Linked DNA regions of Macaca mulatta: region 2 is linked to region 1. The links are chromatin contacts, called in public Hi-C maps. All regions are on one chromosome and are shown on one strand. The core of a region is the stretch at or near the end of the contact, and the rest is flanking DNA. Distances in the headings are between cores, read along the strand shown.

Region 1 (5,575 bases), core at 1,819-4,318:
ATCTACCTTGGGAAAATGTCTGGCTTCCTTATCGATCAATTTAGACGCTGTACCAGTGAGTGTTGATTATCTTCCAACTCTAAGGTGCGAAGGTCTGTATATCCTGTTATTGACTCTTTCCACAATCCTAAAGTCATTTTGGACTTCATTCTCGTCTTTGATTCTTATATATACTCAGTGAACCCAAGTCTTTCCTCAGTTGTATTCATGACCAATGATTCTTTTAAATTCTATTTGCTTCATTAGAACCAGACAAGGTTATGGTCGCCCTGTCTTGTCCTCCTCTCCCCATTGCAAGTTCACCCAGATGATTTCCTATTAGAACAAATACCTCAGGCTCAAATTTAGGCTCTTGATCACTGATCCTACTCTGTTATTTCAGTTAGTTTTCTGTTGTTTCTAAAATGAATCTCCTGTTTTAGCTCAGCTGATTCCTATCTTTTCCCTGGTTATTGATGTGCCTATTTTCTTCTTACTACCTTTGTTTAAGCAGTTTCCTTTACCTTTTTACTCCGTAAGCCAACCTAAATTCTAAATTTCATTTTTTGTCCTTTTTTTTGTTGTTATTGTTAAGAAGTCTTTCCTTAATTTACATGGATTATTATCTTAAAATTGGTAATTGACAATTGAATCCCTCATTAGTAGTATTGAATTATCATTTTGTGTTTCATATTTTACCTTCCCAATGATGTCATAATTTTCTTGGCAATAGGGACTTAATAATTCTTAAAATTAGGCACAGACCTTGTCACCACCGAGGATGAATGCATTTGGTTGGTTCATGGCTCTGGAGGTCTGGCCAGAATTGCCTGGATCATGCAGATGAACCCTGACTGAGATGAAAGTTGTGCAACAGGAATCCTTGAAATCAGTGGGACAAAACAGCTTCTGACAGAAATACCTTCTTAGCTAATGCCAAGTGCAATTTCATACATCACTCAGACCATGTAGGCAAAGCTGCAAAGTCAAGGAATTTTGATGTTGAATTGCTTTATGTAAGTGTTAACTATTAATATGAGCCAGATGCTGGCAGGTATGTGAGACAGAAAGTCTGAGTTTGAACCCTGGCTTTGTTTCCAATTAAGCTGGGTAATATTGGGTAAACAACTTACCATCTCTGGGCTTCAGTTCTTAATCAGGTTTAAAAAGATTTAAATGTTTTTCATTTTAAAATGAAAGGTTTAGACTCTCAATTAAACTTCCAGTTTAATTATAAAATTATGTAATCCTATTTTAAAAGCAATGAAATAGCAGCCACAAACTTTAGGATTTTTCAGATATTGTGGTTCGATTTAGAATTTTTCCATTTTACAATGGGTTTATCTGGATGTAACCCCATGGTAAGTTGAGGAACTTTTTATGACTTATGATGGAGTTACGGTTTCTACTGAATGCATACACATTTCATACCATCCTAAAGTTGAAAATATTGGAAGTCAAGGACCATCTGCTGTGTTGCTAGCATTAAATGCAATTTCGGCTTACAATACTTTCAACCTACATTGTGTTTACTGGGAAGTAACCCCATCGTAAGTGGAGAAGCATTTTGTACCTTATTCTGTGTAATAGGATTTGCTAGTTTCATATGCAGTCAGGAACACTCACTTTCAGGTTTTGGCATTTACTCTTTTCTGTTTCTCAATTTGTGTGAAAGTGGATGGACAGATGGTTTATTAGGCTTTCAAATGCTTACAATGCTGTTGTTCAATTCAACAACGGTTTTAAACTTTGAATGTCCACAGAGCTGGATTTTGTTTAGAACGGAAGATAGTTTCAACGCTTCAATTTAAGGATAAGAATATTTACTCACATAACTTAAAGCAACTTGTGGATATAACTACAAAGGCCTAACCGATTTCCTTTATTTTCGTATGTTTCTTAACTCATTTCCGCATCACAGCCTAACTCTTCCAAGTTGCAGTTTTAAAAATGAAGTTACTTAATAAACCAGACATACAGTTACATTTGCATGTTTTGCCTTGGCCAGAGTCATTTAACCTACAACCTCCTTCCAGATACAAAATCCTTTACTTCAGAAAGGAAATTTAAAGAAGGGCCACATTCCTCACTTTACAGTCAAAAGAACACCTGGGACTTCCTGGTACTCTTTTTACTATGTATGCTATAAATAAAAGAGTTAAAGTGAAATTAGGTCGCAGGGGAAAAAAAATCCAACACTTGTGAATTTTAAGCCCCAACAGAAAATCCCATTCCTTGGAATTCAAATGGCAATGAAAATATTATTGCACGAGGAAAATATAGATGGAACTATGCAAGTCAAAAGATGGTCTCCACTGCTGTCGCTTTGTTTTGTGATTTTTAATTACTCAATGTGACTCTCTTCGCGTAAGTGGGACCGCGAACATGCAATTATTGAATACTCAAACTGCATCAGAAGTGTGTGTAGTAGCCAGAACCCAAAGGACGCGAAAAATGGAGAGAAAGGAAGGCAAGAGCCTTGCCAGGAGGGAACCGAGAAGGTCCAGAGGGAGGGATACTAAGAGGCATTGGCAAAGCAGCTGTGGAGGAGGTACGGGCTGCACAGCAGGTAGGGGTGCCGGCAAGGGAGCCGGGAACGCACAGGAGCCCTGAGGCTCTAGCAGGCCGGGGAGTGGACTGGGAAATGAGATGCAAGGGTCCGGCTGGAAAACTGCAGGAGGAATCCGAGGTCGACCTAATGAACAGCACAGACCTTCCAGAAGGAAAGAGAAGGTGACTATGCGAGCTTAGAACAGGACTAGTAGGTTGGGGAAAGAGTACGAAAAAGCTGAAGGGGCGGACAGGGTGCTGACGAAATGGGAAAGGGCACGCAGGGAGGTGGGGAGCACAGCGAGGCCGGGGGACAGTGGGCAGGTGCGAGGAGCCTAGCCCGCGGGCCAGGGCGGAGCGACTCGCGCGGGCGGGAGCGGCCGCTGACTCACGGACCTAGCGCCCGCAGAGTCTGGGCGGTGCAGAGAGGCGGAGCCTCGATTGCGCGGGCGGGCCGAGGGGCGGGGCCAGCGCCTGACGCGCCTGGAGGCCGGGGCGGCCGCGGGCCGGGAGGGGCGGCGGCATCCGCGGCGGCCGCGGGGGAGGGGCACGGCGTCAGCGCGTCGCCGGCTGGGCCGCGCCGGTGGCCAGGAGGGAGAGACAAGGAGGAGGAGGAGGAGGTGAGTAGGCTCCGGGCTGGGGAGCCGCGCGGGCCGGCGGGGAGGCGGGGAGCGCGGCCCCTCCCCTCCCCGGCGCCCGCCTCGCGGGGCTGCGCTGCGCGGAGTTCCCAGAGGGGCAGCAGCAGCGGCTGCGGCGCGGGGAGCCGGGGGCGGGGGGTGTGGGGGAGGCGGAGCTGAGAGCCGCGCGCTTCCCGGGCGCACGCGCTGCGCTCCCTGCGCCGCCGTCCGCGCCGCGCTCGGAATGGGGCGTCCAGGCCGTGGCGTTTTGTTCCTTCTGCAAACTGGTCGTGTTCGAATTGCGTTTTCTTGGTGCCTACACGTCGTGCGTGCTGGTTTTCGCAGCCCGGCGCTCGGCTTCTTCCTCGCGCAGCCTGCAAGGACGGGTGGGGGCACGTCGCCCTCGCGCGGGAGAAGGGAGGCCGGGTGCCCGGGTTGGCCTGAGTTGGCTAGGGTGCTTCGCCGACCACCAGGCTGCCCGGCGCTTGGCCCCTTGCAGTGCGAGCCCCAGGCCTTCCTGAGGGAAACCTTCGCGTCTGGCTTCTGGTCGCCCTCAGTTACCAGACCTCACCAGCGTCCCACTCCCCTCTGCCAGCCGAGTGTGAGGACCCTCACTGTGCCCCCCATCCCGGAATCCCTCGTTTGAGGATTAAGCACATAATTTCCCATTTTCATCGGGATCCAGACAATCCCATTCTGTCCAGGTGGAAAGATTCTCTGAATTTAAGTCTTGGGAATCCAGCAGCGAAATTTAACCTTTAGTCCCGAAGTAGTTTTTTTGCCTTCTCCCGCACATACAAACTTTTAGAGTCTTCTGACAACTGCTGCATTAGGTTATCTTGAGATTCTTAAGTTAATGCCTTGAGGCGGTGTGATGTGAGGTTCAAAGAGAAGGCTTTTACAGCTTTTCCTCCACCTGTATCGCAGTTTGAAATGGAAAACGTGAGTTGATGATGATTTTCCACACGAGATGGATTTCAGTTTGCAGCCCCCGGCTGCCATGGCTCACGTTGGTTATTTGGTGCCTACCCCTGAAGTTGATTTTAAAGCTGAACATAGTGGTAAGGTAAAGGAGCTGCTGAAAAAGAAGTTCAGTACAATTCAATAGAGCCATTCTGTTGGCTTCTACTAACCTGTTTAACCTTAAGCTTTAACCATGACAGGAGTTTCATGTAGGAACGCACATACTAAGTGAAATATTGAATTTTAATTAGTGCGTTCCAGGTCTGATTTGGATTACATTCTTCTCGGCTCCCACTCCCTTTTGGTATACATTTTCCTTAGGGTCCTGTACTGTATTAAATGAAACAGTTTTAGTATTGAGGGTCACGAAACTTTCTTTGACATACTTGAAAACAATGAATAGGTAAAATCTGAAGCATAATACTTGCAATAAGGCAGGAAATAGTAAATTTTTTAACATCACGTTTGCAAAGTTAAGATGGCTTCTTTAGTCTTGATTTGAAAATTGTGTTGACGTTTTAATCTTATGCATCACAGAAGTACAGAATTTTCGATGTGTAAGGGACTTTAGTAGTATAATCCAGTCGCATTATTTTATAGAGAAATTAAGAATCGAAGGCAGTTTCTTGATGAAATTTAGCAGGAGCCGAATAGAACTAGTTGTCTTAATTAACTAAACACTTACCTAGGTAATTCAGACCTCTTCTATTCTTGTACTAAAGTTTGTTTGATTATGGCATCTTAAAAAGCCAAGTAATTAACTAAATTTAATTTTTTTTCTTAATTTATGATTTGGACCCATTAGACTGATAATGCCATAAATTGTTCATAGGAAGTATTTGCATTCTATCAGTTTAAACATTACTTTCCAGTTTTTTCAAATTAGTAATTATCTTGCGCTTCAAGAATAGATTCATATTTTTGATTCGGATAGCCTACGTCACTTCCAGCAGATTGGTATTTTAAGAGTCTTAGAGTTATGGTGTATATAAACCTTGATATCGTCATGTGTCATTTAATGACAGGTATGTTCCGAGAAAAGATACTTGTGGGAGCATCATAGAGTGTACTCACACAAATCTACATGGTATAACCTACTGCACACCTAGGCTATGTGGTATAGTTTATTAGTCCTGGGCTACATCTCTGTTCAGCATGTTACTGTACTGAATACTGTATCTAAACATATCTAAACTTAGAAAAGGTACAGTAAAAATACGGTATTATAATCTTACGGGGCCACAGTTGTATATTCGATGTCTTGTTGACTAAAATGTTATGTGATGCATGACTATCACTTAGGAAGGGAAATCCTATCACATGTAATAATCTAATTCCAGCATGCCCAATCTCACATTTCAAAGTGGGCCTCAAATGCATGAGTCTTGAAGTTCTTGCTGCGGTGAGATGAATTTTTTGCATCCCAGAGCACAGTGTTTAGTGTGGACATTTAGTAAATATTTGTT
Region 2 (5,575 bases), core at 1,220-3,719, 190 kb before region 1:
GGAGACCCCTCTCGTGCCACCATCCAAACATCTACCTTCATGGGAACCTGGAAGACTGCTTTTTCACCCCAAACTAAATACTGGCCAGTCGGAACTCCCAGTGCTAAATGTTGGGGACTGCCTCCTGCCACTTGAACGATTACTGAGTCCAGGGTAATCAGATGATTAGGTGTTTTTAATGGAAATACTTAGGTTTTTTTTTTTTTTTTTCAGTCAGATCCTAAGTAATCTGACATTTAATATACATAATAAAGACAAGTGTTTTGTTAGCTATTCGATTGGATCCTTTGACCTGAGGTTATGCTTGTGTGTGTGTCTGGGCTGCAAGCCTCCAATGGCTACCTGGGTGCCTGAAAAGGAGTCTTGCCTGGAACCACTCTATATTCAAAGGGTTCCTTCTTCCTTAGGAGTGGGAGAGGGGTGGCTGTAAAGCAAGCTTCTAGAGAAAGCTGGACTCCAATCTTTTAAATTAAAAAAGAGGAAAAAAAGGAGGAGGAAGAAAAATGGACATGAGCAGTGGTGCTTAAATCTCAGAAGAGGAACTTGATAAGTCACACATATATTTAGTATAGAGATATAATAATGAAAGAAATGTAAAATATAAAATTAAGAATATGCCTGACCCATGTTGAAAATCTTTGATTTTATTTATTAATAATTTTTAAGCTGAAGATCCTGAATGCCTTTCTTCTATAGACACTTTATCTGTGATGGGGTGGGGGGAGAGAGTTAATTTATCCAGTAGCTATTTTCATTATAGTAAATACTTAAGTTAGGAAAGAGGTGAGTCTGTAACCAACTGTGAAAATCTACTTTCTTGCATCCTAGAACAAGATCTAGCTGTGGTCGTGCTAGGTAGCTATTAACCCCTCCCCCGCCCCCGCAAAAAAAAAAAATACAAAATACAAAGACGTGTACCTCTGGGAGTGTGATGTGGCAACCCATGTGGTGGCTTGTCCCTCCTTTGAGTGCAATTGCCAGTGACTCTTGCATTCAAAGCCTTGCTTTAGGCACACATTCAAAGCACAGTTCAAAGCAGTTTATCTTAATATAGTGTTGGATCAGGGTATTATTTGTTTCAGATTTCATCAGACTGGAAACAGGAGGGTGTAACATATTTAACAATATTAAAGCTTAAAAAGTGGTGTGAGGCAGCTCTCTGGTCCTCTTAACACCTCCACCTTTACCTTTCCGAAGGATTCTAAATGCTGTGAGACTAGAAGTTTATTTGTGCTCTGAGGTTCTCAAGCACTTTCACTCTTTAGGGGAAAAAAAAAAAAAAGTCTCACAGTTATTTAAGAAATTGAGCCTGAACCATCCGAAGATAGGAGATTTCTTCCTTTTCCGATAAATGCCTGTGCTCAGCATCCTCAAATTTGGCTGTCTTTATTTACTTCTATATTAGTTCCAATTATGTGCAGTGTAAACCAGCTTTTTGATTAACAAAACAGCAGAGCATTGGTTAAGAACACTTAAACTTCAAAAAAATTCCCCTGGGAAGTGGGCTCTGAATTGGTTAATAATGTGCAGTACTTGCTAAATTGCTGACTTCCAGATGTGGAAAATATCTTTCTTGTTTAGGACCTATGTAACCTGATTGGATTACGACAGAAGCGTCACGTTGGAAGCTTTTGAGTGATTATTTAATTAACCATACAGTAGAAAGCTGTATTCTCCAGGAAATCCCTTCCATATTTGCATAACCAATCCCTTCAGAGCAAAGGTGGAGTCTTTTCTTTTTAATTTTACTTTAATTGTAATATCAAAAAATATATACTCCAAAACTTAGACCCCATGCCGTTTAATATCATGTTCTCCCTTCCCTGCTAAGTTTCTCTATGGCCTTTCTCTTTTCTCCTCCTGCCTCCCTACACATTCTCCCTTACTTTGTAGTGAGGTCTCCCCGAGGTGTAGAGAGATTCAGAGATCGGCCAACCGAGTGTTCTATGTTAATTTACTTAGAAACCCTTTATTAAAATGCCAAACTACTTTTTAATATTGGGATCCAGACCAGAAATTCATCATGCACACACCCTAACACACATGCCCTAAGATGCAGCTCTCATGAAGCACTTTTTTTTTTTTTTTTTCTGGCTCTGGTACCTAAAAAGAAAAAAATAATAATAATGGAAAGGGCAGTGAATTTTGTTCCAGAAGCTGTACTGAGATAGCTACACAATTTGATGTGCATCTCAAATCTGGTCATTAGAGATATCTGTATAAGAAGAGATGATCTGGATTGAGGACCCGGGATCTTTCCCTTTAACTTTCGCCCCTTGGAGTTCTCCAGTTCTGTGAATGGTGTGCACCGTTTTCCGCCCTGTACTCTGTAGGATTTAGTGATGAGGATAATGATGCCAAAGGCTTGACGGGCGGGGGGAGGGGGGGGAGAAGGGAGGGAGGGGGGAGGGAGGCGAAGGCGAAAGGGAGGGAGAGGAGGAAGGGAGGGAGGTGGAATTTCATTTCTTCCACTAAAGCGTTTGCGGAGACTTCAAGGTATAATCTATCCCAGATCCTTTCCCAGAGAGAAACTTGGCGATCACGTTTTCACATGATGCTCACGCTCAGGGCGCTTCAATTATCCCTCCCCACAAAGATAGGTGGCGCGTGTTTCAGGGTCTCTCGTCTCTCTCCTACAGAAAAGAAAAAGAAAAAAATGTCATTAGAAGAGGCGTAACACGTCAGTCCGTCCCCAGGTTTGTGTTTCCTGGAGTGGCCGAAAGAGATCAGTTCTAACCTGCTCCGCAGGAATAACGGTCCTGCCTCCCGACACTCTTGGCGAGGTTTTTGTACAGTTTGCTCCGGGAGCTGTTTCTTCGCTTCCACCTTTTTCTCCCCCACACTTCGCGGCTTCTTCATGCTTTTTCTTCTCACCATTTCTGGCCAAAACTACAAACAAGACTTCGCAGGTAGGTTTTTTTTCCTCCCCTTTTCTCTCTTTTTATCCCTTTTTGGTGTGCTCGTCCTCCATCCTCCTTTTCTAATTTTCTCATTTTGAGTGGGGATGTGAGTCTGAAGTGAGAAGGGGTGTCCGTGGGTATGAATTTCAGGTGGGTTTAGCTTCTTTGTGGCAAGCTTTTCTCAAGAGTGTCTTCTTCGCTTTCTCTTACACTTACACTCACACTTTCTCTCCTTGCTTTTCTCTCCTTTTTCCCTCCCCCAAATAATTTCCCCTGTACCTGTCCATTCAGGTAACCTAAGGTGCCCTTTGCTACTCAGCCCAGGAAAAGTTTTATTGAGAATTATATGGCTGGAATAAAAACTCATCAAGGGGAGAGGTCCTGCTCTATTTTCGCATCTAGTTCCAATTCATTATATTTAGCAATTAGGACTTGGCAAATACCTGTTAATAATTACAAAACTTGGTCAGTTTCAGACCTACAAATTCGGGGGCAAGTCTTTCTCTTAGACATGGCAGTTCATCCTCTCCCACCGAGAAGGCTGTTTTCTAAGCAGAAAGTTGTCTGTTTTTGTCTGCTTAGCGAGTTTCATTTCTTTATTTCATTCTTTGTGTGTGTATGTGTGTGAAGTAACACCTCACTTCTGTGATTATAAATAAAGAAGTGAAAGTCCTCATGGAACTTGAGTCGTTTACCAAAGTGGAGGGGGGGCACTACAGCTGGGAAGAAAACTGCTGTCAGGATATCAGGGTTTTAAATTAGGATAACTTTTAAAATTGTATTTTAAATGGCAAAGTAATATAGTCATGGATTTAATAGAAGACACATACACACATATATCCCATTCTATACTTTGGCACTGAAAAGTCGAGAGAGAGATAGCAGGAGTTCCCAGGAACAGTGATGAGCCCGGCTAACATGAATGTGTTTATCTCCCACCTACTGATATATTTTACATGCTCCCCCTGTAATGATGAAGGCAAGATTACTAACTCCAGACTTAGGAGTAACAGGCAAAGATAAAGTTTACAGCACAAAAGCCCTGTCTCTTTTACACACACATGCCCATAAAACTAGCAACTTACTTTATTAAACATGTATTTATATGCAGTCGTGTGTCTCAGGATGAATATAGACAGGCCAGCTGTTTCATCCCAGACACTTGTGTGACCATTTCTTTATTTCAGGATTTCCCCTAACAATTTCAAATCAATAGGGCAAGGAAAGAAATGATAAAATGTGTCAAACTTAAAAGTCTCCTACTATGTATGCCTACGTAAATTTAAGGTGCTTTCTAAAATATCCACTTCCCCTTCTCTCTGCCCCCCTCCCTTCACCCTTCTCAGCAAATGTGTGGAAACTGATACTCACTTTCCAGGTTTTCTGCAAAGCTTCTAGCACAGGAGACAATAGGTGCGGGGCGTGGGGACTGAGTGTGCCCGGCAGAGAAAGGGTTAATGGCCCTTGTGTTACAGTTTGCATCTGTTACATCTTTTATAGCCCCCTGTTTAAACTAATCCTCGAGGCACAGCATCTTCCCAACCTCCACAGAGTTTTCAGGATTCTCCTCCTCTCCTGCCTGCCTCCGAGGTTCCCCTTCTCCAAGTTTTGACAGTTTCAGCTGAAAAAATGCAGCGCCTCTCTCGATTTTTAGGTACAAAAGTTTCGAAGCCAGAAAGGATACGATCATTTAGTAGAGCTTAAAAGTATTGCCGTAGTGGTTGGACTTTCTCTTTCCTTTCTTAAGGGGGAAAAAAAATCTACTGGAACTATTTCAGGGAACCAGTGTGGGGGAGCATGTGTGTGAGTGAAGTGGGGGGAAATACTGTAAATATTGTCAAAGTGGCGAGGGGGGGTGGGGTAAAGGACAGTGTCCAAAGAGGCTTGTAATTATATTTCTTATTGCGGCGTAAAACGGGAAATCTTAATTTGGGGGCGAGGGTGGGGGGAGGAAGAGACAGTGCCTCGATAAACTCCAAAAGGGGAGGGGAGGGGGCGCTGGGCGAGTGGGCTTCCTATAATTACTATTATCAATTTGCCCGAGTGTGCTTCATCCAGGGGCTGTTTCGAGTTGTTTGTTTGTTTGTTTCCTCTGGGAAATGGGGGGTGTGTGGGGGGGGATGAGAAAAGATGAGAGTGAAAAGAAAACCTCGCCTCACCCCAAGTTCCCGAGCCGGGGGCTGAGGACTTTTCGGAGGAAAGGGTCCGCCTAGCCCTGAGTCAAGCGGTCTTACTGTACCGCCGTGTGCATTCCCTCATACGGTCAGGAGTTATGACTCATTTTGAAGATGTAATTCTTGTCTCTCTGATCCCCTCGCGGGTGCAACACACCAAACAGTAACAAACACAAAGCGCCTCGGGGCCAAGGCTGGGGGTGGGGGGCGGGGAGGGGGCCGCCGAAGTTTCGCTTTGGCGTTGGGGGGCGCGGATGGGTGCTCGCCGGGGCCCTGGCCCGGCTCCCCTGGGCGGCCCGCGCGCGTTTCAATGGGCGCGGGCGATGCCCACATTGTCGCTGTGTTTGGTTGCTAGATCGAGCCTGCGTGCTGCCGAAGCAGGGCGCCGAGTCCATGCGAACTGCCATCTGATCCGCTCTTATCAATGAAGCAGCCGATCATGGCGGATGGCCCCCGGTGCAAGAGGCGCAAACAAGCCAATCCCAGGAGGAAAAACGGTAA

The links. Hi-C and Micro-C count contacts between places; a contact is called where the count stands out from the background.
Region 2: a contact with region 1 is called in a Hi-C map of fetal cortex germinal zone, with 2.3 times the contacts expected there. The contact joins the promoter of ZEB2 here to the promoter of GTDC1 in region 1. A contact is called at or near these places in 2 of 14 Hi-C or Micro-C datasets (fetal cortex germinal zone and fetal cortical plate).

The regions. Positions count from the first base shown.
Region 1 is chr12:49,281,350-49,286,924 of T2T-MMU8v2.0, reverse strand. GTDC1 (glycosyltransferase like domain containing 1) reads left to right here and starts at 3,068. Exons shown (of 12, transcript NM_001261488.2): 1 at 3,068-3,149.
Region 2 is chr12:49,472,937-49,478,511 of T2T-MMU8v2.0, reverse strand. ZEB2 (zinc finger E-box binding homeobox 2) reads left to right here and starts at 2,469. Exons shown (of 9, transcript XM_015110057.3): 1 at 2,469-2,909; 2 at 5,430-5,571. The coding sequence starts at 5,499. It overlaps LOC144333377 (a long non-coding RNA gene), which reads right to left and starts at 2,889. Exons shown (of 2, transcript XR_013401984.1): 1 at 2,738-2,889; 2 at 1,946-2,633.